Linked DNA regions of Mus musculus: regions 1, 3, 4, 5, 6 and 7 are each linked to region 2. A link is a contact called in public Hi-C, HiCAR-type, HiChIP or PLAC-seq and promoter capture Hi-C data. All regions are on one chromosome and are shown on one strand. The core of a region is the stretch at or near the end of the contact, and the rest is flanking DNA. Distances in the headings are between cores, read along the strand shown.

Region 1 (3,206 bases), core at 209-2,708, 1.5 Mb before region 2:
TAAAAGTTCTAACAGTTACATTAATTACCACTGGAAGTGTGCATGCTTGTAAGGGACTGTACTCATGATGCATGGCATGTGTGGAGAAGTCAGTCTTGGCCATTAATCTCAGGCTGGCAGGCTTGACTGCAAACACCTTTACTCACCAAGCCATTTTTCCGGGTTCTCAACATAGGAATTTTAAGTTGCATTTATTTATTTGTTTCGGGGTGGTAGAAACACACATATCAAGACAACCTATGGTAGTTCATTCTCTCCTCATACCATGTAGGGCCTGGCGATCAAACAGGTTATCGGATTTGGGGGCAAGAATCTTTACCCTCTGAGCCATCTCACTTGCCCTTTTCTTCTTCACAGAGTCTCCTTACATTTCAAAAAAAAAAAAAAAAAAATCCCAAAATAGGAGAGCTTGGAAGTCAGAGGAAGAAAGATCAGGAGTTCAAGGTAACTGTGAGCAACATGATAGCCAGTTTCAACCATCCCCAGAGCCAAAACAAACAAACAAACAAACAAACAAACAAATGTACAGTAATCTCTTACTATTGGTATGAGTTACCAGCAATGAACCACAGTCCAAATATGTTACTTGGGGGGCTGGCGAGATGGCTCAGTGGTTAAGAGCGCCGACTGCTCTTCCAAAGGTCCTGAGTTCAAATCCCAGCAACCACATGGTGGCTCACAACCATCCATAACGAAATCTGATGCCCTCTTATGGAGTATCTAAGGACAGCTACAGTGTACTTACATATAATAAATCTTAAAAAAAGAAAAGTTCCTTGGAAATATTTGGAAGTAACAATGTAACAAGTAACAATGTTCAAGGTCCTCTAACTAGCACTGTAGACTAAGAGATCCAATGGCCTCTGCCTCCCTGCCAGGATTAGAAAAATGGGCAGCCACCGCCAGCGCTAACCTGCAAATTTCACTCACAGAACTCTACAGATAAAACTATTTGCTTCTATCTCTCTCCAGCCCGATGTTTTTGTTTTTTGAATCCAGGTCTCATTAAGTAGCACTGATTGGCCTAGAACAGACTTTATAGAACAGCCTGGCTTCGAACTCAGAGAACCCCCTGCCACTCGTGTGATGGGATTAAAGGCAAGGGCCAACACACCCAATCTGTTTATGTCTGAAAAATACACTGCTTAATGGAAAGAGAGCCACAGGTGTAACGGAAGGCAGTTACAGAAAGAAGCCGCAAGAGACCAAACGCACCAAGCTCAGTCACCGCACAGAGGCCAGGACGCTAAGAAGCCTGGAGGCCGGGGGCACGACTCTCCTGACACTGTGGTCTTCCTACCTGTCGCGTCACCCTCCTCAGGACGGGAGAAATGCCGCCTCTCTCTGGAAAAGCGGGCCTGAGCGGCTCCACGAGGATGGCTGATCTGTCTCCAACTCAGCGGCGGGAAGCGCCCACTCGCATTTTGCCGTGCAAACAACCCCGCCGGCTCCGCCCCTCTCCCGGAGGCCTTTGCGGCTGAGCATGCGCACCGCGGTCCGCCTGGGGCGCGGAGGCGGGGGATGGACTAAGCAGGAGAGGTTGACGGGGCGGGTCAGGGGGGTTTAGTTTTAGGCTATCCTTAATGTCACCTTAGCTGCCCGTTTTTCGTTTTTTGTTTTGTTTTGTTTTTTGTTTTTTTTTGTTTTAAGACAGGGTCTCACTTATGTACCCCTGACTGTCCCGGAACTCACTATGCAGACCAAGCTGGTCTTGAACTTAGAGAGGTTCTCCTGACTCTGCCTCCCTAGTTCTGGTATTAAGGGAATATGTCATCACATGGGCATATTTGGGTCCTTAAAGGCAGGAGTGAGGGGGCACAGGCCTGTAAGATGAAGGTGTGTGGTTAAAAATTCAAAACCAACCTTATTTTACAAACGGAACAACAAAAGCTGGGGGATTGAGACAGAGCAACGAGATGACAGAGCCTATTAAGGAGTTTACCGCAAAGTCTGACTAGCAGGGTTCTGTCACTGGAATCCATTTAGTGGAAGAAGAGAACAGATACCTGCAAATTGCTCCTTGACCTCCGCAATGTGCACATAAACACAATAAATACATACATGCATACATAAATAAAATTAAGGGCTAATGCAACATTAGTGACTCAGATGTTGAGTTACAACTTTAAAAACATGGTTGTAAATAGTCTCAGAAAAAGAGGAATGAAAAAGTAGGGACAGATGGGTATAGCTAAAGAATTAAGGAGGGAGCAGATCATTTTGATTATTTCTAAGTTTTTTTGTTTTTTTTTTTTGGTTTTTCGAGATAGGGTTTCTCTATAGCCTTGACTGTCTTGGAACTCACTTTGTAGACCAGGCTGGCCTCGAACTCAGAAATCCACCTGCCTCTGCCTCCGGAGTGCTAGGATTAAAGGCGTGTGCCACCACGCCCGGCTTCTAAGTCTTAATAGTAAAGAAAAATATAAAGTTTAATGATCTATTCATCTTGTCTTTGACCATAACTTCCATCTATCTTTTCTCTCTCTTTCTTTCTTTCTTTCTTTCTTTCTTTCTTTCTTTCTTTCTTTCTTTCTTTCTCTCTCTCTCTCTCTCTCTCTCTCTCTCTCTCTCTCTTTCCTTCCTTCCTTCCTTTCTTTTCTTTTCTTTTTTTTTTTTTGAGACACTGTTTCTCTGTGTATCCCTGGTTGTCCTGGAACTCACTCTATAGACCAGGCTGGCCTCAAATTCAGAGATTCTCTGCCCTCCAAGACTGGCTCTCACCTCTTCCTTCCTTCCTTCCTTCCTTCCTTCCTTCCTTCCTTCCTTCCTCCCTCCCTCCCTTCCTTCCTTTGAGACAGAATCTCACTGTGTAGACAGGCCTAGAGCTCAGAGAGATTTGCCTGTTTCTGCCTTCTGAGAGCTTGGAATTAAAGGTATGTAGGAATTAAAGGTATGTACCACCATAGCCTTCACTTGCTCTACGCACTCTCCTCTCTCCCCCTCCCCCCTTCTCTCTCTCTCTCTCTTTTTTGTTTTTCGAGTCAGGATTTCTCTGTGTAGCCCTGGCTGTCCTGGAACTCACTCTGTAGACCAGGCTGGCCTTGAACTCAGAAATCCGCCTGCCTCTGCCTCCCTAATGCTGGGATTAAAGATGGGCACCACCACTCGCCGGCTTGTTTTGTTTTTTAAATGCTGGAGAGTCCTGTAAATAATCCAAATCAAAGTCATTGGTTCACCATGTTAAACTTTGGTGGCATCGGTACTTT
Region 2 (3,500 bases), core at 849-3,348:
TCCCCAAATGATGAAAGGGTACTCAATCAAAATCAGGGCCACCAGAATTCACTGTATAAAATTCTCACATTTAATTTAAAAACAAAAAAACAAAAACCTTTTTTTTTTTAAGTTGTTCCACTTTACCACAGGGAAGCTGAGCGGGGCCTTGGCAACTGGGTACTGGATGTGAATGCGGAGCTAAGTTCCCCCCCCCCCTCCACCCACTCCTGTGACAACAGAGGAGGAGAGAAGATGCTCCCTCGGTCCAGAGAGAGGACCAGATTGGTTGGGATCCTCTAAGCAGCTGGGAGCTCCCAATGGTTGTCAGTCCTACTGGGCTAACTATGCAATCTATGGCTGTAAGAGGGGAGACTCGCATCTAAGGACTGGAACTGGGGGTGGCAGATAGGCCTCACTTAGCCGACCATCCTCCATCATGGGGGAAGCTACCTAGAGGAGTCTGCTGAGAAATGAGCTCCATATGGATATATGTTGTGATCAATTAGCAATGGCTGCCGGGCCTCAGGTAAAGGAAGCCGCTGTATGCATCCCTATGTGTTGGCCAACACTGTCCTTAAGCCCCCAACAACCTCAGCTCCCAGCAGATATCGATGTCAGGAAGAAGATTGAAGCTCACAGCCCTGGAAGTCCGTAGCCATTTTCAAACGTGGTCTAACAAAGCTCCCCCTGAGAGTCTTTAGCCCACATTCACCAAGTCTTTACTCATTTGCTGGATCTACATTAGATGTCTGCTGTTCTGGGCTGGACCAAAGAAAATGGAGATGATCCAGACACTGCCTGCCCTGATGAAGCTATCTAGTGGAAGAGACAAATAATAATAATGATAATTAATAAATTTAAAAGTCACAGATAATTATATTAATCCAATGTCATAAAGAAAGTGTGATTTGGGAGCTGGGAAGTTGGAGGTGGCAATTTGCTTAAGGAACTGTTGATTTGGTTCTTGAGTACAACGCAGAGAGAATGGGGGAGGGAGGTTACAGCAGAGAGGCAGGCTATGAAATAGTAGAGAAGCAAAATGGCCCACCTGGAGAATGGGAAACACCTTGGCAGCCCCGGAGCGTGCAGTATGGGAAAAGTGGGCTGCAAAGAGCATTATGAAGAATCTACTAGATCAGATTCCATTCAACACGTGTTGCATGCCAGGGATGGATTCCAAGCTGGAGAACAAACGGAAGGTATACAGTTGAGGGTTTCAACAGATCACACTAGCTGCAATGTTTCTCCGAGTTGGAGAAATGAAAATGTGGACACTTCTGCAGAGGCTCCCGGAAGACAGAGGTCATTTTAAGAGATACTAAAGAAATGGCAAGCCTCGAACAGTGTACAGCAAACGGCGTGGATGAAGAAGAATGCAGGCGCAGGTGGAATCAGCTGGTAAAACAAGTAGGTCAGTGGGCGGGTCAGCAGGGGTGGGCGGGTCAGTCGAGGGTGGGCGGGTCAGTAGATAAAGATGCCTTTCACTTCTATCAGTTATGAGGAAAGAAGTACAGGTTTGGGATTGAACACAATAGCCAGTCCCGTCACAGATGACATGAACGCAGGTGTCGAGAATGAAGCACTATTTTAAGGTCAGACTTTCCGCTCAGGGCCTCTTCACTTCTTTGCCAGGGCCCTTGAGTTCTCTCTTCCCTTGATTGTGCTTTTCTAGACCCTAAGGTAACTTCCCCTCACAGCCAAAACGCATCTCTACCACCTTACCCACAGACCTCGGTAAGACCCGTCTCACTGCCCGCCTCTCCAACTCACTCTTCATCCCGACCCCTCGGTGACCCTGCCCATCTCCACACGCTGCAGCCTCTGCCCGCCCGCACTCCCGCCCCGACACACACACACACACACACACACACACACACACACACACACACGCCACGATGCTTGCTTTCCCCTCTCACCTTCCCAGCTCCCCTCCCCCGCGGGTACCACCACCTCCAAAGCCTCCAGCCCAGCGCCTGATTCTCAACTGCACCCCATCCGCCACCCAGACTCACCCACAGAGACACCCACTTCTCAACAGGCCGGAAGTGCTCCCGGGCTCTTGCAGGGGATGCTGGGACGCATAGTCCCAGCGCCGCCAGCCCTGGAACCCGATCTCTGAGACCACAACTCCCAAAAGGCAACGCGCGAGCACCGGTGGCCACTCCTCTATCGGCCGCCTCTCAGATGACGTCAGCCAATGAGTGCCTCATCTTCTCAGGCGCTCTGGTACCGGAACAAATCTTGCAGGGCCAATGCCTGGGGGGGTGTAGCTCGATACTATTCTCTTCCATTGGTTCTGCGGTGACGGTGCCGCCTACTGGGTGGAGTCTAGATTAGAAGGGCGTGGGGTCGGGGTCTACTGAAGAAGCGTGGGGCCCCCTGGGTTGAGCTGGAGAGAGTAGGGAAAAATAATAAAAAAAGGAAAGAGGGTGAATACAGTGACCATCTATTGGGCAAGAGAGAGTTTGTCTGTTGTAACTACAATTTCAAATTCACAAATTCACAACTTAGTTGAGTGGTTTGGCAGAGTTCTATATCTCACCTCTTCACTTGTGAAGTAAGAATAATAGCATTCATGTGACAGGTTTATGTGAGGCATCAGTGAGGCAATAAACCTAGAACTGTTAATTCGGATCCAGGATCCAACTATAGATAGCAGATACTAGCCATTTTTATGTAAATTAGTCTTACGGAGTTTGAATCCCTGGGTGTCAGAAACACGTTAATCCCTGTAGCTGAATAATCTTAGTGTAATACTTAGTTGCTTTGTTCCACGGTCCTGGCTAGTTTCATGCGAACTTGACACGAGCTTGAGTCATCAGAGAAAAGAGAGATTCCGTGAAGAAGATGCCTTCATAAGAGGGACTATGGGAGAACTTGCGGGACTTTCTCGTAATGATTGATAGTGGAGGGCTCAGGCAATTGTGGGTGGGGCTACCCCTGGGCCGGTGGTCTAGGGTTCTGTAAGAAAGCAGACTGAGCAAGCCAGTAAGCAGCGTTTCCTCCATGGCCCCTGCATCAGCTCCTGCCTCCAGGTTCCTGCTTTGTGGGAGTTCCTATCCTGGCTCCCTCCAGTGACAGATTACAACGTGGAAGTGTAAGCCGAATAAACCCTTTCTTCCCCAAGTTGCTTTGGTCACTGCGTTTTGTCATAGCAATAGAAACCCTATGATAAACACTGTAAATACTCTTGAGGTATGAGCCATCTAATAGGAAGCTGGAAATGTGGGTCTTGTAGTCAGTCAGCCATAGATTCAAACCCCAATTCATACATCCCATCTGTATGTCCTTGAACAAACAAACAACTCCATCACGATTGTCTTTTTTTTTTTTCAGCTGTAAAATTTAGGTGACAGAACAAAACCTCCATCTCAGGGTAGGTTCCTGGGAGATTAAAGATAATATGTAGGTAAAACATGGAGTCCAGCCACTTGCTTTCAATGTGGGATCTATGCCTTGATACTCCCTAGCTGCAAAGCCTCCAGCAAACTCCAAACGCCTCTTTTGTAAACATGTTT
Region 3 (3,110 bases), core at 63-2,562, 1.5 Mb after region 2:
GAGTGTTGTAACCCTGAGTGTGAGAGGCTGTGACTAGTTCATTTTTAAGTTAGCATTTTCCTAAGTTGTATTCCAGAAAACTGTGACTCAGAGAGGTTAAATGACTTCTTCAAGATCACACAGCTAGAAACTGTTTAAAAAAGAAAACGAACAACAGGATCTGCTCACTAACGCCAGTGCTGAGGGGGAAGCTGAGCAAAGAAATAAGCCAGCGGGGCGCTGGTGGGTAAGGCTGGGCCAGATCACGAAGGAACTGGATCACCAGACTTGTCTTCCTCTGCAGGTAAGGATGAGGACCGTGCTTTGCAGACTGTCCTATGGCCAGTACCACGATCAGCAGTGGGACTGTGGAAAGTGCCTGGCTAGATTGAAAGCTCAGGACTTTTTATTTAAAAAGTATAGTGTTGGCACTGTAGATACTGGGGATACAATTATAAGCAAATCAAACACAATTCTTGTCCACATGAGAGTTTTTGTTGTTGCTGCTGCTGCTGTTGTTGTTTGAGACAGAGCCTCATTATGCAGCCATGGCTAGACTGGAACTGTCTATGTATGTATGCTTGCTTCTGCCTGCTGAGACTAAAGGCATGTGCCACCAGGCCCGGCCACGTGGGAATGTAACTAATCAAATAAACATGCAACCAAGTTTAGAACCTAAACCCCAAGAGCCAAGTACAGGAAAGTTGGTAACTTAGGAACTGTGATTTGACCTACAGAGGGAATAAAACCTCCTTGTTGAGACCTAGTCATCTACTGACACTAGTTCTAGGCCGTACTTTGCTGAGGAACTCACTGTGAGTTTAGGTAACTAAGTCATTGCCTTTCTGAGCCTCAGTTTCCCCATACATAAAGATAGGAGCACCGTGACATCTTAATTTTCCTTCTCTTCTGGCGGTCTGACCTTTCTCCACTGTCCACGGGTCTGTTTAGTACCCACGTTCTAAATGGCACCTGCATTCCAGGAAAGGCTTAAGTTCTCAGTAGCCATGGCAACCGCCTGGGCGTTAGAAGTAAAGTGATCACGACAGTGACGTAACTAATATGCGTCAGGTTATAATATGGCCTTGCCAGGTTATAATATGGCCACCACAGAAACAACTGACCAAGTCTCCCCATTAGATAACTACAGCTGGCCAGGCCCGAGGTCCGCTGCAGGTCACGAAAAATAAAAACAAACGAGCCACTACGGTCAACAACACTTCCGGACACTCCTACCCAGCCCTCTGTAAGGTACCAGCTCACCGCCTGTGACTTCCGTTTGTTGACCGGAAGATTGACAGCCTGTCCGTCCAATCACAATCGGACCCGCCCCAAAATCCAACCAGGAGCGGCATTGGGAGCAGGAAACTCCGCCTACCACAGTTGTGTGACGTCATAACCGCCATGGCCAGCTATCCAAACGGACAGGTGAGTTGTAGTGGCCCCTGCGTCAATATTTGGGCTTGTCTATAGATCCGGTACCACTCTCCATCCTCGGCTCTTTCTCCCCACTTGATCCGCAGCCTTTTCACGCAGAGGTTTACTTCAACAAGACTCTGTGTGAGCGAGAAACAGGAGGGCCAGTCCGTCGCGCTCGTTTTACGTCACATAGGACCACTCGAGGGGTTGTTTATATTGCGCAAAACTGGCTTTGGGGGTTTTGCTGTGAATTGATCCGGGCTGAACCGGACCAGGGTGCTTAACTCAGGTCTCCGTGGGGCGGAGTCCTCTGTGCTCTCGAGGCGTTTAGAGCTCTTTTTCCCTTGGAGTCTTTCTGGGCGTAACTTGATAAAAACAAGTTGCCCGACTCTCTCAGCACCGTCCTGCGACCGAATAATCTCGGGACAATCAGTGGTAGGAGGTACCAGAAGTGAGATTACACCCCTCACGGTTGTCCAGCGTCCTTTCACACGTAGGAAAAGTGAAACCCAGAGAAGATATGGAGTTTATCTAAGTTACCAAGTAGTTAGGCAGCAGAGCCAAGGTCAGAACTTGGGTTGTCTGCAACTGCTTCTTCCTTCCTTTCTAGCCTGCCTTGAACCAGCCGGGAACATCATTTCAGTGTGATTTATTTTGTGGCCAGAATTAGGTGACATAGAGGTGCCAAATGCAGTTTTGAGTTAAAAGTGGAGCCAGATCTTTGCCGCATTAGTTTTAAGTCTTTTTTTTTTTTTTTTTTTTTTCCTGATCCAGTTTCCTCTCATAAAATGGACCAAGTAGTAAGAGTCCACCCCTCACAGAGTTATTAGGAAGAACGATGTGATTCCTGTAGGCATATGCTATGCTATACGGTAAAGTGTAACATCACTTTGTAGGAGTTTTCAAAGCAGGCCCCTCACTTCGAAATAATTTGGACAAAATAATCGTCCTGATCACAGAGTAGTTTAAGAGATTAGTCTCATGTATGGAAAGTGGAATGCAAAGTCAAATGGGTTATTACCAAGCTTTGATTGGCCATAGTCACAGACTAAAAGATATTTAAAGGCCTATGTGGTTTATATAGCATTTCTTACATTTACTTTGTGTGTGTGTTGGGGGTGGGGAGAGGGCGGCTACACATGTGCACATGCACAGGAATTATTTTTTTCTCTATCATGTGGGTCTTGGGGATCAACCTTCTTGGGCCTTTCAGCAAGCCCCTTTACCCACTGAGTCATCTTGCTGGCTCCCACACAGCAGTTGGGCCCCCATTGTGCCCATATGAAGACCCTGTAAGCATGCAGGGCTTATTATTTTGACTTATAGCTGAGGAGCAAACCCAGAGAGGCTTAGAGGTCTCACATAGCTGGTGAGGGTGAGGCCAGGGTTAGAGCTTTGAATTCCACTTATTGCATACTTGGCAGAAGTGAGTAGAGGCCAGTGTGGGCTCCAAGTAGGAAGAACTACCACAGCCTGGCTTCCCAGACTCCGCCCCACTTGCTGGGTTTTGTGAGATGTTAATGGGTGCTCTTGATAGAGGATCCTGTGGTTAAGCAAGCTTGGGAACTGCTCTGTTAATACAGCGTGGTAATGCTCACTGCAAATCTCCCAGAAAGTCATAGAATGCGTCATAGTCCTAAAAACTTTCTTAACCAGGGACCACCCTACCCCATCTGTTTTGAATTACGTCTGCTCATTGTTTTGTGACAAGC
Region 4 (3,124 bases), core at 573-3,072, 1.9 Mb before region 2:
AGGGCTGCAAACTGCTCGCTGTCATTCTTGGCCTCACGGAGGGCTCCCAGGTAGCGCTCCAGGGTGGGGTTTCGGCTCTCTGCCTGGTTCAGAGCTGGCTCACAATCCGAGGCCATGATGCCCGCCTTGCCCAACTGTGAACACAAGAGGGACTGAGCATCCCTCTGCAGAGGAGGGGCGGGGGCGGGGGTGGAAGTGGAGGATGTAGGGAGGGATTAGCACAGAGGGAGGGGGGGTGGATTTGGAAGGGTGGCTTCCTCATGACTGACCTCCCTTGGGGGAGCCCCTTTAAGAGGCTGGACCTACAAATTCTTTAGGATGAAGAAGGGACCCTGGTCCAAGGTCACCTCCAGAAAAGTGGGATATGAGGACCATGCATGCCGCTGCTCAGCTGGACAGCTTTCCTCACCAGTCTAGAAGTGGGAAGGAGCTGGCCCAACTGCTCAGCAGCCCCTGGCACCAGACACCGGGTTTTATCTCTCTCCAGGAGGCACACGAGGAGTGAGCGGTGAGGACAGACAGGGAGGAATGCAGACAGACACGGGTCAAGTTCGATTATCCGGACTCACGCCGACAAGGAAGAAAAGGACATTCTAGGGTTCCTTTCCCCTCCCTTCTTCAGAGAAAGTAGACTGGCTTCAGCAGGAGTGAGAAGGCAAGCTCTCCAGAGAAGGCTTTGAAGACTCCCCTGTGGACCCACCCCTCCAGCCAGGGCTCTTAATCGCCCCCGCAGCCTCCTTGCCTTCTCTTCTTTCCCTCCCTCGGGCAGAGGCTGCAGAGGCTGCAGAGGCTGCAAGAGCAGGAGCTGCAGCTGCTGCTGCAGCAGCAGCAACATTAACCCCTTGTGCTCCCTGTACTCTCCCTGTCCGTCCCGCTAACAGCCTGTGGGTGCCGGCACTGGCTGGAGAAGGAAAGAGGGGTCGGGTGGCTCTCAGGATAACAGAATCCAAAAGCCGGATAATCGAAGCGGGGCTGCAGTGATGGAGAGATGAGAAGGGGAGAAGGGATCCTGGCGGTCACCACCTGTCCCGCCGCAGCCAGGTCACAACACGACATTGATGAAGTCGAACGACAGGGCAGCGATGAGATCACACTTCACGATGGCGCGGTGATGTCACGGAGAGATCACAGCGAAATCACGACATGAAGGGGACAGCCCCCAAATATGATAGGGCAAATTTAAAAAAATATATAGGTAGATAGATAAATACTGAAAGGGGTTGTGACAAAATGGAGTCTCGACAGGGTACGGTGATGTCGAGATATGGCACGATGGAGTCGCGATAGGGTCCCTGGGGAGTCTCGGCATCGATCAGCGCCGGTTCGGAGAGGCTCCGGCTGAGATGCAGGGGAGGGCTTGAAGGGGGCTGAGCTCACCAGGCTGCGGCCCCGAGCGGCGAAGTCTTTCTCCGGGCGCGATGCTCCGGGAGCCTGGGGCTGCTGCTCACGCCGCGTTGCCCACTCTTGGCTCCAGGCTGCTACAGCTCCACCCCCACCCCCGCATCGCTCTCGACCAATCGGCGCTGGGCTCACTCCGCACTCTGACCAATGGCACAGCAGGGCGCTAAGCAGTAGGGGGGCGCCTCCGGTGCGGCCATCTTGCTTGTGGGCAATTGCCCGAGTCTGGGGCCTGAGTGCTCGAGCTAAGGAGGAAAGGTGCGGGCCGCCCCGCAAGGGCTCGCGGCCAAAGGCTGAGGGCCCGGACGTCCTCGCTTGTGCGTAGCTCTCCCCTCAGCGCCGCCCCTCCTCCCACTTTTGGGCTCGCGGCTGGAATTGCGCTTCCGGAGGGTGGGGGCAGGAGGACTGGCTCAGCGTGAAGAGTATGTTTCCGGGTTGAGCCCCGGGAGGTGGGAAGGAGGCGGCGTTTCCGGCCGCGGTCGCTGTCCAGGGAGGCTGAGGCAAGAGGGAGCTGTCCGGGTGGGGAGCCAGCACTTCCTTCTTCCTCCTCTGCGTGAGGGGAGAGAAGGTTGGGGGTCCCCGAGCCCATGGATCGGGAGGAGGCGGAGGCCGCCGAGAGCCGGCACCCCTCTATGTGGCCCTGAGCCCCGGTAGGTGGCCGGGGCGGCTGACTGCCAGGCCGAGGACCAGGAGCTCAGGGGAGGGGCAGAGGCGGGACGGGCGATGCCTCGGGTACGCTGGTCCGGCGTTGGGACCCGGAGATGGCGCTCCTGGCTGGGACAGGACAAATCTGCTGCTTCTAGCCTTGCAGGTGCCAGAGTCCCAATCTGAACCCCTCCGCTTTGGGACTCAGGCCTGGTCAGGCAGCTCCCTCTATTCCCTGACATATGGGCAGACCAGGCTGAGGCACTGCGGTCCTTATGATACTCTCGACCTCTGCAGCCTCGTCCCGAGTTGCTGTCTCTGGTGTTTGATGATCTTCCCATCGAGATTAAAAGAAAAGAAAAGGGAAAAAAAAAAGTTGATACAGAATAAAGGGGGCGGGGCTGGGCTCGTTGGCGAAAACCTTCCTCCTTGAGAATTTTGACAATTATGCCCCTTAGAGGGTCCTGCGGTGGCTGCAGTGAGCACAAAAAGCGAACTGAAGGAAGTCAAAGTAGAAGACCTCAGGCGGGGTTCCAGGAATGCTTTGCCTGGTCTCATCTCACGGTGGTTGTGCCCAACTGACAATAGAAGCTGTTAAAGCTCCTTAGCTGACTCTCCTTGTGCTATCTTGTGATTAACAGACTGGAAACTAGGAACAAATTGGAAAGACGACCTCCTAGAACAATCTGTTCATTTTTCCAGCTATTTGGAAAACAGTGTTTGCAAATATAAGCAAAGCTATTCATGCAGTCTGTTCTGTAACTTTCTCAAACATCTAGGACTTTTTTCTTTCTTTCTTTCTTTCTTTCTTTCTTAAAGCTTTATTCTTGATTACTCACACCCGTTGAATAGACCGGCTCTGTCGTTATTCAAACATATCTTATCGCTGTGTATATAAATGGAGTTCCACGTATGTAGCTGACAGACTGAACTATGATACATTCCCCATCAACCTGAAGTATTAAGTAAACATTACCCCCTGCTGTATCTGAACAGCTGCTGCAACAGCGTGCTTTTATTTCGGGTGTACTTGTAACGCCCTAAATGCCAGAACTACCGGGAGCTTTTCTAGATTTTCATT
Region 5 (3,283 bases), core at 214-2,713, 1.4 Mb before region 2:
CTACATGATTGAAGGGACGATTGAAGTGGTCTCGTGGGCGGTAAGATAGTTGGCTAGTCTGTTCATCTCACTAGACTGCTTGGTTTCCCGCGGGGGAAGGGTCCTCTAGGTCCCTTTTTGTCATTTATGTAATGTGGCACCTTAAAAGGTCCCTCTAGGGAATGGGTGTGGGCTTGGCTCCAGGTTCTAGCTCCTTAGGACCCACGAATTCTACTTACCGTGCCTCAGTTTGCCCGGTTACTCAAGGAGGAGAGACAGTGACACCAAAGAAATACAGAGAAATAGGAGTCATTGTTGGGGACCCTGACTCAGAACATCTCCCAAGGTCTGTCCCTAGGGTGGTGGACTGTCTCAAGGCTCCAAAGCCCACACCTCACCACCTTAAGTTTTCAATACCAGACAAGGTAGAGGATGTAGCTCGCCTTCTACCACAACTTGGAGCGCCCGCGTGCCCTCAACACCCGCCGGGAAAGTCAGAATTCAGAACCGGCCCCTCCCCCATCTCCTCAGCCCCTCCTCCTGCGGCTTCCCCACGCGGCCCCCTCCCCCCCATTACAGCATTGCTCTGGGCGCCAAGACGGATTCCAGCCAGGGACTGCTGCAGTCAGCTCTCAGCGCTTCTGCAGCTTGTGTCCTGGCTCTGCAGCTTCGCGCTGTGCTTCGGACAGTCCCCTTTCCCCCCTCTACCCCACCCCCGCCATGGCACAGCCCCTGGCTCGGGGCCCAGAGGTGGGCGGGCACAGTGGGCACGGGTGGGGCCCCCAGCTAAGACGGCAGGTATAGCGGGGTTATCCCTGCACACTGGGGATTGCCTCCGCTGGCGGACTGTGGGTGAGGGACGCCTGTCAAAGACTCGGAGGCCAGGCACAGCGCCCCGCCCTGGCAGGGGTGGGGCAGAAGGGACTAGTGCGGAGAAGGGGGACTCCTAGAGCCCAGGCCAAGAGCTGGGGTCGGGTTTACAGACCCGGGAAACTAAGGACAGGAGCCTAAGAGGACGTGCCTGCGAGGGGGAGGCTGTGTGTGACATTCAGGGTGTGACTGCCTCGGTGAGGCAGCCGTGTGTCTCCCCCAGCTGCCCGCGCTCTGGGCTTGGGTCCCGGTGCCCAGGTCTGCTGTGCGCGGTCGTGACACCGAATGTGCTGGTTCCTGGGTCTTCGGTACACACCGACCCGGGGGACCACATTCGCACCCCCGAGCTGGGCCTCCCCGGCGCTGTCGCTCAGAGACGCGGGCGCTCCTCCGGGACCGCGGCGGCTGCCCGCCGGCTGCGACCTCGGTCCTCGCGGGGCCGCTGCGGGGGCGGGGAGCGCGGGCCCCCTCCCTGTCGCGGGCTCCTGGCTCGGCCGCCCTGCGCGGGGGCGGGGGCGGGGGCGGAGCGCGCGGGCGGGATCCCCCCGCCTCCCCGTCCTGGTCCCCGGGAAATCCAGCCTCCGTGGCTTGGCCGCCTCCGGCTCCCGCGCCCGCGGCCGCTCAGCACTCGCTCGGGGCTCCGCAGCTGGCGCGGCCCCTCCGCCGGGGGCTCCGCAGTGTCGGGTCCGGGAGCCCGCACTCGCTCCCGCAGCCGCAGCGCCCCCGGCCCGGGCCGCCGGCACCATGTAACCCCGGCTGGAGCCCGACCGGGCCAGGTAAGCAACCGGGAGGGGTGGGGATCGGGCCGCGCTTGCCGCGCCCTCTGCAGCGCCCCCCAGGCTCAGCCCCGCTGCAGCCCCGGCGCCGCCCACGCCCGGGGCTCCAGCGGCCTGGACTCCGGCCCCGAGATGGGGGGGAGGGGCTGGGCCTCTGCGGCCGCCCCCGGCCTCACCCTGGGCCTGGAGGCCGGCGTGACTGACCCCGGGGACGGGTTGGGGACCACGCGCTCCGCAGACGCGCTGTCCCGGCTGGGGCCGCGGGAGGCCAGCCAGCGCCCGCCCAGCCCTTGCCCGGCTGGAATGGAAGCTTGGGTCTGGGAGGGAGTAGCCTGCTGGCTGTGGGGGGAAGTCGTGGTGTTGGGGAGATCCGGAAAGAAGTTTCCTCTGCAGGTGTGTGAGCGTGCATGTGATGAGGGTGTCACCGTGTGGGTCTGTGGGTGAGTGAGTGTAATGCAGTGAGCGTTCAGGGTGTTAACCGTCCATGAGTCTGTCGACATATGTGTGGTTGAGTGTGTGCTGGCACTGTGTGGCTGTGTATGTAGGTGTCTGAGTGTGTGTGTATGAATGGACGTGCGTGTGCATGTGCATGTGCGACTATCTCTGTGAATGGGTCTGGGTATGTGTACTGTGTGACTGTGTGGGAATACATCCAAGCAGGGTTCACCCACACCTGGGTTTTGCCCCGCCCCCATTCTTGGTGGGACTTAGCACGGGAAGATCCTACTTTTCCCGAGGTCAGACCGCCCCCTCCCTCCAGAGTCTCCTTATCCTGGACACAGACAAGAGCACTCTGCACCTTCATCTACTTCCTGGGGCACCCTCTGCGAAGTCACTGGTATCTTTCCCTCATGCTGAGTCCCTGCTGGTGGTGAGCCTAAGGCTGTATACCTGTGTGTGGGGATACTTTTTTGGGGGAGGGTGAAGAGTACTAGGAGCTTGTGTTATTTCAATGATGCTTGGCCAAAGGCCCTTTAGAATGAGGAGGCCAGGAGGAAGATCTACCTTGTTAGTCATTGGAGCAGGTGGCTTTTTCCCAGAGTTCCAAGTCCCAAATCTCCAAGTTCTGGGTCGTTGGTTTAGCTCACGGTTCAGGTGGGTCTGTACTTAGTTCCTTGAAGTAGTAATAGAAGAATGTATCTGTATCAGTCTAGGACTTTTGAAAAATTGTTCCTCTCATTTCTTCTTGTTTCTCTAACTGCCTTGGAAGCAAGCTGAGATGCTGTCAGGTTAAGCCATATGAAATTGACAGTATTGAGCAGTTGTTTGTTGTTGTTGTTGTTGTGTTTTTTAACCTGCAAAAACAGCCATTCCACACAGCTCAATCTATTATGATGCCAATTTGCAGAAGAGGATGTTGAGGCTTGGGAAATGCATTGCATCTCTCACAATCACACATTGCCAGACAGTGGTAGAGAAACATTCTCACCCAGGTCTTCCATTGACCCAAGAAACCCAGCTAGGCCACAATTAGAGAGTAGGACTTTCTAGTGTGTTTTCCCTGACACTGGATCACTGCCCTCCACTTCTGTCCACTATCCCCTGAGTGCGTGTGTGGGGTCTACTTCTGTACCCAGCTGTCAGTGCCTAAAAGAGAGAGATGAGGGAGAAGAGAGGAGGGAGGGGAGGGAGAGCTTCGTGAGTTGGCAGTGAATCAG
Region 6 (3,083 bases), core at 214-2,713, 1.5 Mb before region 2:
CAGGGCCTCTCTGTATAGCCCTAGCTATCCTGGAACTCATGTCAACCAGGCTAGCTTAGAACTCAGAGATCTGACTACCTCTGCTTCCTGACTGCTGGGACACAATGCCACCTTAGTTTGAAGGACTAACTGGGACTCTGAAATATCACAGGAAAAGGGAACAGTGGAGGGTTGGGCGCCTGACAGTCGGACTTCTTGGTAAGGACAGTCGTCTGATTGATGGTTCTTTCAGTTCTAGTTTTGCAAATGGTTCCCACTTTAGGGAGCAGTTTGGTTTTAGCCTCATCACTGTGGCATTTGCCCCATTTAAGGCCTGGTCTGCTCTGCCAGACTCGCTGCTGCTTGGAGCTGGCTTTGCTTCTTCACTGTCATTATGCTTTTGGGTGAGTTTTGTCTTTCCAAGGTTATCTATCACAGGAGAAAGTGACTCAGGGGAAAAAAAGTGACAAAACAGAGTTAAGTTAGGCCAGCAACCAGTACCTTCCTGCATGACCAAGTAGGCATGTGCACTTTAAAAACATGAGCAGTTTTAGTCACCAGCCATATCGCCAGCCCTCCGAGAGTTATGTAGATGGAAGCAGATCCAAGTACGTGGCCAGTAAGCATGAACAGTGGGAGGGTTTGAGACCATAGGGCTTCTTTTGGACCCATAGACCAGGGCTTGGGAATTATTTTATTTTATTTTATTTTGAGACTGGCCTTTGCGATATAGTCCTCACTAGCCTAGTTCTTGCTGTGAAGTTCATTCAACTCTGGGCAGTCCTCAGGCCTTATCCTCACTAGTTGGGGAATTACAGGCACATCATGCGTGGCAGTAGCCAGCTTTCATGAAAGGTCAGATAGTATTCAGTGGCTCAGCCATAGATGGTATACAAATGGATGCAGGTCAACACTTTCACCCTTGTACCCCGAGGTGTTAGTTTTATATAATTTTCAATTGTTGTGAAAATTCCTTGAACATTGCTTAATCATTTCTAGAATGTTATTATTTTCCTTATGGGTGTGTGTTAAAAAACTCGACAACCGGAAAAAATTGGTCCTCTGTTTGCCAGTGCAACCAAGTAAGGGATTCTTTAAATATCTTTCTCATTTTTCTTTTGGTTGAGCAATGGGAGGGGCAGGTATTTTAGGCATAGGTGGACCAGAAAAACTTACAGTTACTGCTTTATTGCTCATTAATTGTAGGGTTCACTGATTTTCTAGTAACTTTCTGAAGGCCATTGTGCAACTTCCATACAGCTGCAGACCCAGAGACACTCAGGGAGTTGGGTGGTGTCAGATTCCTCTAGCACGGGTGGGTTTGAAGGCCAGATCGCGTGGACACACACCCGATACTCCGCACCCTCCACAATGAGTACAGCCTGTAAGGAAAGGCCTCAGTGGGCGGGTCTTAGCGGAGGTGGCCATCAGTGGGCGGGGCTGAAAGTTGGGCGTAACCGGGTGGGCGGGCCGGACCGACTGTAGTCTTCCGGTAGGGAGGAAGAGTCGTCCAGGAAGGCGGGCGCTGCTATGTCGTTCAGGGTAGGCGTGTTGCGGGTTCTGCTTGGCGTCTTCTTCGCGCTCACCGGGGCTGCCAAGCTCTTTCAGGTCTCGGCCCCCGTGTCACAACAGATGGTGAGCGGCACCCGGGGAAGGACAGTGTGTGCTCGGTTCCCGGGGGCTTCATGCCTTCGGGCTCGAGGCCGCCTGGGCCTTTCCTCCTATTTTCTACACCTTCTCCAGGTGGGAGGGCACGGGACTTAACTGCTGGCTGAGCATGTTGTCCCCAGGCCGATTTAGAGTTGGAGAAGTGATGGGACTCAGGAGGTCCAGGAAGACAAAGTGAAAAAGTGACCTAGCACCCCTCTCCACCCCACATCCACCAACCCATTGTTCCAGGTTGGGGAGGCAGAATTTTACTTTATTTGGTTTTTGTTTGTTTGTTTGAGCTGGTCTTCTGAATGTGTCCCTCTGGCTGGCTGGCCCGGAGCTCACTCAGTGTAGTGGCTGGCCTCGAACTTGCAGAGATCCACCTACCCCAACCTCCAGACTACTGGGATTAACGGCTTACCTACCTTAGAAATCTTTTTTAAGCTTGAAACTAGTCATGATGGTAAAATGTAATTTACCAAAACATTACACAGCTATTCAAGCAAGGCTCAAAGTAGACCAATCTAACTAGACTCCTCAGTGTCCCACGCAGCCTGGGACAGAAGCATAGAAGTCACTGACTGTAGTTCCTTATCCCGAGAGGGTCTACCAGCAGTTTCCAGACCCTCAGAGAAGCCAGGCTCTGTGGAAGACCCCTGTTGCCACCTCCCAAGCCTGGGTACTACTACGATTTTCTTCTCCTTTTCCTCCTCCTCCTCTCCTCCCTTCCTCCTTTTTTCTTCTTCCTTTCCTCTTTCTTCTTCCCCTCCTCTCCTCCCCTCCTCCTCCTCTTTTCTTCTTTCTTCTTCCCTAAGATGGTGGGTTCTTTAGGATAGATATGGTAAAAGCCAAACAGCTTAAACTCTCTGCAGGTGTGTCTCATGTGCGGCCCTTGGACCACATACACTCCAGGATAGCTGTCACTGTAGCCCAGCATAAAAGTGTAAATTTAAAATCCGTGCTTTTTTTCCCCCTTTCAATTCAGCTGTGGGGTTCTGGAGCAGCTCTGTAGGTGACAGTATGGAGCTCCCTCCTTGGAAGCCAGAGTAGGACAGGCAGGGCTGCTGTTGGACCACAGGAAACAGTCCTGAGGGTGGAGCAGGCCCAGGGAAGGGTCTGAGTAGGGTGTGTTACACCCCCTCAGCTGTTCCTTGTGTCTGCCACAGTAGAATCAGGACCTGCATAGAAGATGGAAAGTGTCAGTCATTCTCTAAGGAGTCTATCCATCCCACCTGCAGATATTCAGAGAGAAGAGAAACTAGACCTGGCACAAAGAGAATCTGTAGCCCTTCCTAGGCCCTGGCCCTAGATGGGAAAGCCAAGCCCTGCTCCCTTCTTCTGGGATTTGAGCTGGGTTATCATCTATGGAGAGGTCTGGTTAGGACATAAAACCGACTACACCTGAAGCCCTTTTTCACACGGGCACGTCTGTTCCTAATTCCAAAAGCCAGCCC
Region 7 (3,343 bases), core at 478-2,977, 1.5 Mb before region 2:
TTCTGAGTTCGAGGCCAGCCTGGTCTACAAAGTGAGTTCCAGGACAGCCAGGGCTATACAGAGAAACCCTGTCTCGAAAAACCAAAAAAAAAAAAAAAAAAAAAAAAAAAAAAAAACCAAACCTCATCAATCATACAGAGAAGATATTTTTAAAACATGAATTTAGTAACATTATACACACACACACACACACACACACACACACACATATATATATATATACTTGGTTTTTCAAGGCAGGGTTTCTCTGTGTAGCCCTGGCTGACCTGGAACTCATTCTGTAGACCAGGCTGGCCTCGAACTCAGAAATTTGCCTGCCTCTGCCTCCCAAGTGCTGGGATTAAAGGCTTGCACCACCATGCCCGGCAATAACGCTTTGATATTTAGTCCATTTTCTTCAGGGATATGGGACATGAGATGACACCCATGCTGCAGAAGATAAGCCCATGCACATGCAGACATCACTAAGTGGACCAAGTGGGTTTGAAAAGGCAGAGTGAATGGCAGGGGACAGGGGAAGGGATTTGATCAAAGCACATATGCATGCATAAAATTATCAAATAATAGAAAACAAAAACATACATTTTAAATAGAAACTATGTGTACTGTCTCTAATATTTGATTATAATTTATAATACCATGTATGGGTAGATTTCCTCTGGTGTTTTCACACAATTTTGTTTTGGTTGACCCTTCTCCTCAAATCAGAATCCTCCTGTTCCCATGCCCTTTAGTATCTTTCGTGCTCAGCCTTCTCTCATTTTAGATCTTTGCCCCTTAAGTGCTGGAGTCCAGCTCCAGTGGGGTTCAGGTTCACATGTGATGATTAATCTTATTAAATTGATGGGATTTAGAATCAACTTGGGGACAGGTATCTGAGTTTGTCTGTGAGGGATTTTCTTGGTTTATTGAGCTATGAGACTTTGTCCTGACTATAGGCCAAAAAAGAGAAAGATGGTTGAGCGCTAGTCATCTTTCTCCTATGTTCCTCAACTGTGATGCACATTAAAAAATGGAGAAGGGCATATACAGCTCCATCTAACACTTCTGAGCTTTGACATTCCTCCATTTCTCCTTCCAGCTTTTTCTTTTCTTTTTTTAAAGATTTTATTTATTTTATGTATATGAGTACACTGTAGCTGTCTTTAGACACACCAGATGAGGGTATTGGATTCCATTACAGATGGTTGTGAGCCACCATGTGGTTGCTGGGAATTGAACTCAGGACCTCTGGAAGAGCAGTCAGTGCTCTTAACCACTGGGCCAACTCTACAGCCCTCCAGTTTTTTTTTTCCACAGCCCTGTCTCTTTAAGAAGTCAATCATATCGGAAGTGAGAATGCTGGGACGGCTAGGTCTAGGGCATGATGGGAATAGAGGGCGGGAATGAAGGCCGGGAACGTCCAATTACCTCAGGTCTAGCGCATAAATAGGAGTGCGCACGCGCAGTTGTCAAGGCGTTGCGTTGCCATTCCTCAGGCGATTCCAGTAAAGTAATTTGTCATGGTCCCCACCTGAGACCTTGAATGCTTTTGTGCATTCTCCGACTGGCGTCTCATTGGAGGCGGGTGTCCTACCGGGCTAGAGAAAGCCGCTCAGGCCTGTGGGCTTGTGAGGGGGCAACGTACCACGTGCCCAAACGGGGCGTGGCCCTCCACGTGACTAGGCGCCGCAGGAAGTTCTGGGTAACCTCACGTGACAGGACCGTCCCCTTCTGGCGGGGGCGGAGTGGCAGCTCATCACGTGACCGGCGGCGGGCTGCGCCGCGGTGGTGCCGTAGCATCCTCAGGCTCGCTGCAGTTGGCGGCTCGCGCGCTCCGTTGGAGACTGAGTTCCTCCTCTGGCCTTTGGGGGACAGGCTGGGGAATTCTGGTTGCGAACGGGAACGCCGGAGAGCTTGCGACATTCAGAGGAGGGATACGCGCCTGTAGAGTGTTACAACTGTGGCAAGTGGTGGAAAGTTCTCGACCCGGCTTCGCAACAGGGTTTTAAAAAACCTGTTGTTTCTATGGCTGGCTGGAATTGATGACAGGCCTTTTGCGAGGGTTTCCTTTATAGCTTGGCTTACATTTGTACTACCGTTTGGGAATCTGAAGAGAGCCCAGACAGGGGTTTCTAGCAGCCATTCTCAACCCTCACAGGGTCGCATATCAAATATTTACATTACAATTCGCAATTAGCAAAATTACAGTTATGACGGAGCCACGAAATAATTTTATAGTTGGGGGTCGCCACATTAACCGAGTTTATGAATGTTGAGAATCACTGGTTTATAGGAAGACGTTAGGGGGAGTTGCCTCCAGAATGACCAGTTGGCCCACCTCTAAATGGGAACCTAGCGTTCTAGTTGTGATGACGTCTGAGGCTCTGAAGTGGCTTTAGGATGAGAAATCGGTTCTTATTGTTAGTGCAGGCTGAGGTAGAGGCAAAGGTGAGGCCTCACTTGGAGCAGACATGAGTCACATGTCAGTGTCCACACAATCAGAAATTAAGTACTGAGTCCAGCTGTCCACTTGCTAGGGTCCTCCTGTGGCGTGTTCAGCCAGTCTGTATCGCAACAACCTCCAATATAGTGAAGACCATAGTGCTTGTCTAAGACTTTTCTCATTGGAAGGTAGCTAATCCAGGAGCAAAAAGAACAGTTAGTCCTAGTCCCAGAAGGGTGTTGCTCAAATGCTCGATCCTGAAGCTATTAACATGTTAGTATGAAGGAAAACAAAACCCAAGTACCAATCCTTTATATTATGTTTTAGGCGTCATCTTAGTTTTAGATGGGATAAGAACTCGGCATAAGCACTTAGAATGAAAGAACCTTTGGATGGTGGATGTGACAAAGCAATGGCACAACAAGGGCTTCTGGACAGAATTAAAGAAGAACCTGATGATGCTCATGTAAGCATTTTCTTTTGACTTTCAAAATACTAAAAATTATTAGCGTTAGAATTGGTATTATTCCGGAGAATTGGAAATGAATGGTACTCAATGGTTGCTGGTTTATACGTTGATACAACCCAACTGATTAATTTTTTTCATGCGTTAGGTGAGTCCTATGGAGGCTGGGGGATATACGATTAAGTAGTAGAGTATATTCCCAGTGCTGTGAGTGCGCAATTGTCAGTGCTAGTCCAAAATGAATGGAGCCTCCAAACTTTATTCATTGGAAACTTACTCCTGCTTCAGCGTGATTGCTGGAGGGTGACCCTGAGAGGTAAAGATCCAAGTACAGGCTCTGTCATTACCAGGAGTGGCTTGGTTTTAAAAGCCAGTTGGGCATTTTGCTTGCTGTCTTGTTCTTTCTTGGGCACTCTCCTACCCTTTGCTACATTGTAATGTGACTAGAAGAC

What was found. Promoter capture Hi-C pulls out the DNA fragments that hold promoters and counts their contacts. A called contact is a pair of places that touch in the nucleus more often than the background predicts. HiCAR-type assays count read pairs that join an accessible place to other places. HiChIP or PLAC-seq counts read pairs in DNA pulled down with a chosen protein or histone mark. Capture Hi-C pulls out chosen DNA fragments and counts their contacts.
Region 1: a HiCAR-type map of astrocytes shows a contact between it and region 2, with 6 times the contacts expected there. The contact joins the promoter of Zmym1 here to the promoter of Zscan20 in region 2. A contact is called at or near these places in 2 of 39 promoter capture datasets (embryonic stem cells and hippocampal neurons) and 2 of 115 datasets of contacts at active chromatin or transcription factors (astrocytes and large pre-B cells).
Region 3: a promoter capture Hi-C map of liver shows a contact between it and region 2, with 4 times the contacts expected there. The contact joins the promoter of Pef1 here to the promoter of Zscan20 in region 2. A contact is called at or near these places in 3 of 39 promoter capture datasets (hippocampal neurons, liver and pre-B cells).
Region 4: an H3K27ac HiChIP or PLAC-seq map of thymic regulatory T cells shows a contact between it and region 2, with 6 times the contacts expected there. The contact joins the promoter of AU040320 here to the promoter of Zscan20 in region 2. A contact is called at or near these places in 2 of 115 datasets of contacts at active chromatin or transcription factors (astrocytes and thymic regulatory T cells).
Region 5: a contact with region 2 is called in a promoter capture Hi-C map of hippocampal neurons, with 6 times the contacts expected there. The contact joins the promoter of Dlgap3 here to the promoter of Zscan20 in region 2. A contact is called at or near these places in 2 of 39 promoter capture datasets (the 3T3-L1 cell line and hippocampal neurons).
Region 6: a contact with region 2 is called in a promoter capture Hi-C map of liver, with 2.4 times the contacts expected there. The contact joins the promoter of Tmem35b here to the promoter of Zscan20 in region 2. A contact is called at or near these places in 6 of 39 promoter capture datasets (the 3T3-L1 cell line, the C10 cell line, embryonic stem cells and 3 more) and 1 of 9 other capture datasets (liver).
Region 7: a Hi-C map of B cells shows a contact between it and region 2, with 5 read pairs. The contact joins the promoter of Zmym6 here to the promoter of Zscan20 in region 2. A contact is called at or near these places in 2 of 39 promoter capture datasets (hippocampal neurons and stem cell-derived epiblast-like cells), 1 of 484 Hi-C or Micro-C datasets (B cells) and 2 of 115 datasets of contacts at active chromatin or transcription factors (astrocytes and large pre-B cells).

The regions. Positions count from the first base shown.
Region 1 is chr4:127,059,696-127,062,901 of GRCm38.p6, forward strand. Zmym1 (zinc finger, MYM domain containing 1) reads right to left here and starts at 1,459. Exons shown (of 8, transcript NM_026670.5): 1 at 1,301-1,459.
Region 2 is chr4:128,608,000-128,611,499 of GRCm38.p6, forward strand. It overlaps Zscan20 (zinc finger and SCAN domains 20), which reads right to left and starts at 2,099. Exons shown (of 8, transcript NM_177758.4): 1 at 1,995-2,099.
Region 3 is chr4:130,106,244-130,109,353 of GRCm38.p6, forward strand. It overlaps Pef1 (penta-EF hand domain containing 1), which reads left to right and starts at 1,313. Exons shown (of 5, transcript NM_026441.4): 1 at 1,313-1,407. The coding sequence starts at 1,384. It overlaps Gm40258 (a long non-coding RNA gene), which reads right to left and starts at 1,875. Exons shown (of 2, transcript XR_868200.3): 1 at 1,358-1,875.
Region 4 is chr4:126,751,948-126,755,071 of GRCm38.p6, forward strand. AU040320 (expressed sequence AU040320) reads left to right here and starts at 1,823. Exons shown (of 21, transcript NM_133886.2): 1 at 1,823-2,048. It overlaps Ncdn (neurochondrin), which reads right to left and starts at 1,482. Exons shown (of 7, transcript NM_011986.4): 1 at 1,024-1,482; 2 at 1-134. The coding sequence starts at 1,056.
Region 5 is chr4:127,167,741-127,171,023 of GRCm38.p6, forward strand. It overlaps Dlgap3 (DLG associated protein 3), which reads left to right and starts at 1,464. Exons shown (of 12, transcript NM_198618.5): 1 at 1,464-1,625.
Region 6 is chr4:127,124,580-127,127,662 of GRCm38.p6, forward strand. Tmem35b (transmembrane protein 35B) reads left to right here and starts at 1,464. Exons shown (of 3, transcript NM_001099319.2): 1 at 1,464-1,614. The coding sequence starts at 1,510.
Region 7 is chr4:127,075,656-127,078,998 of GRCm38.p6, forward strand. Zmym6 (zinc finger, MYM-type 6) reads left to right here and starts at 1,728. Exons shown (of 14, transcript NM_001285885.1): 1 at 1,728-2,891. The coding sequence starts at 2,802.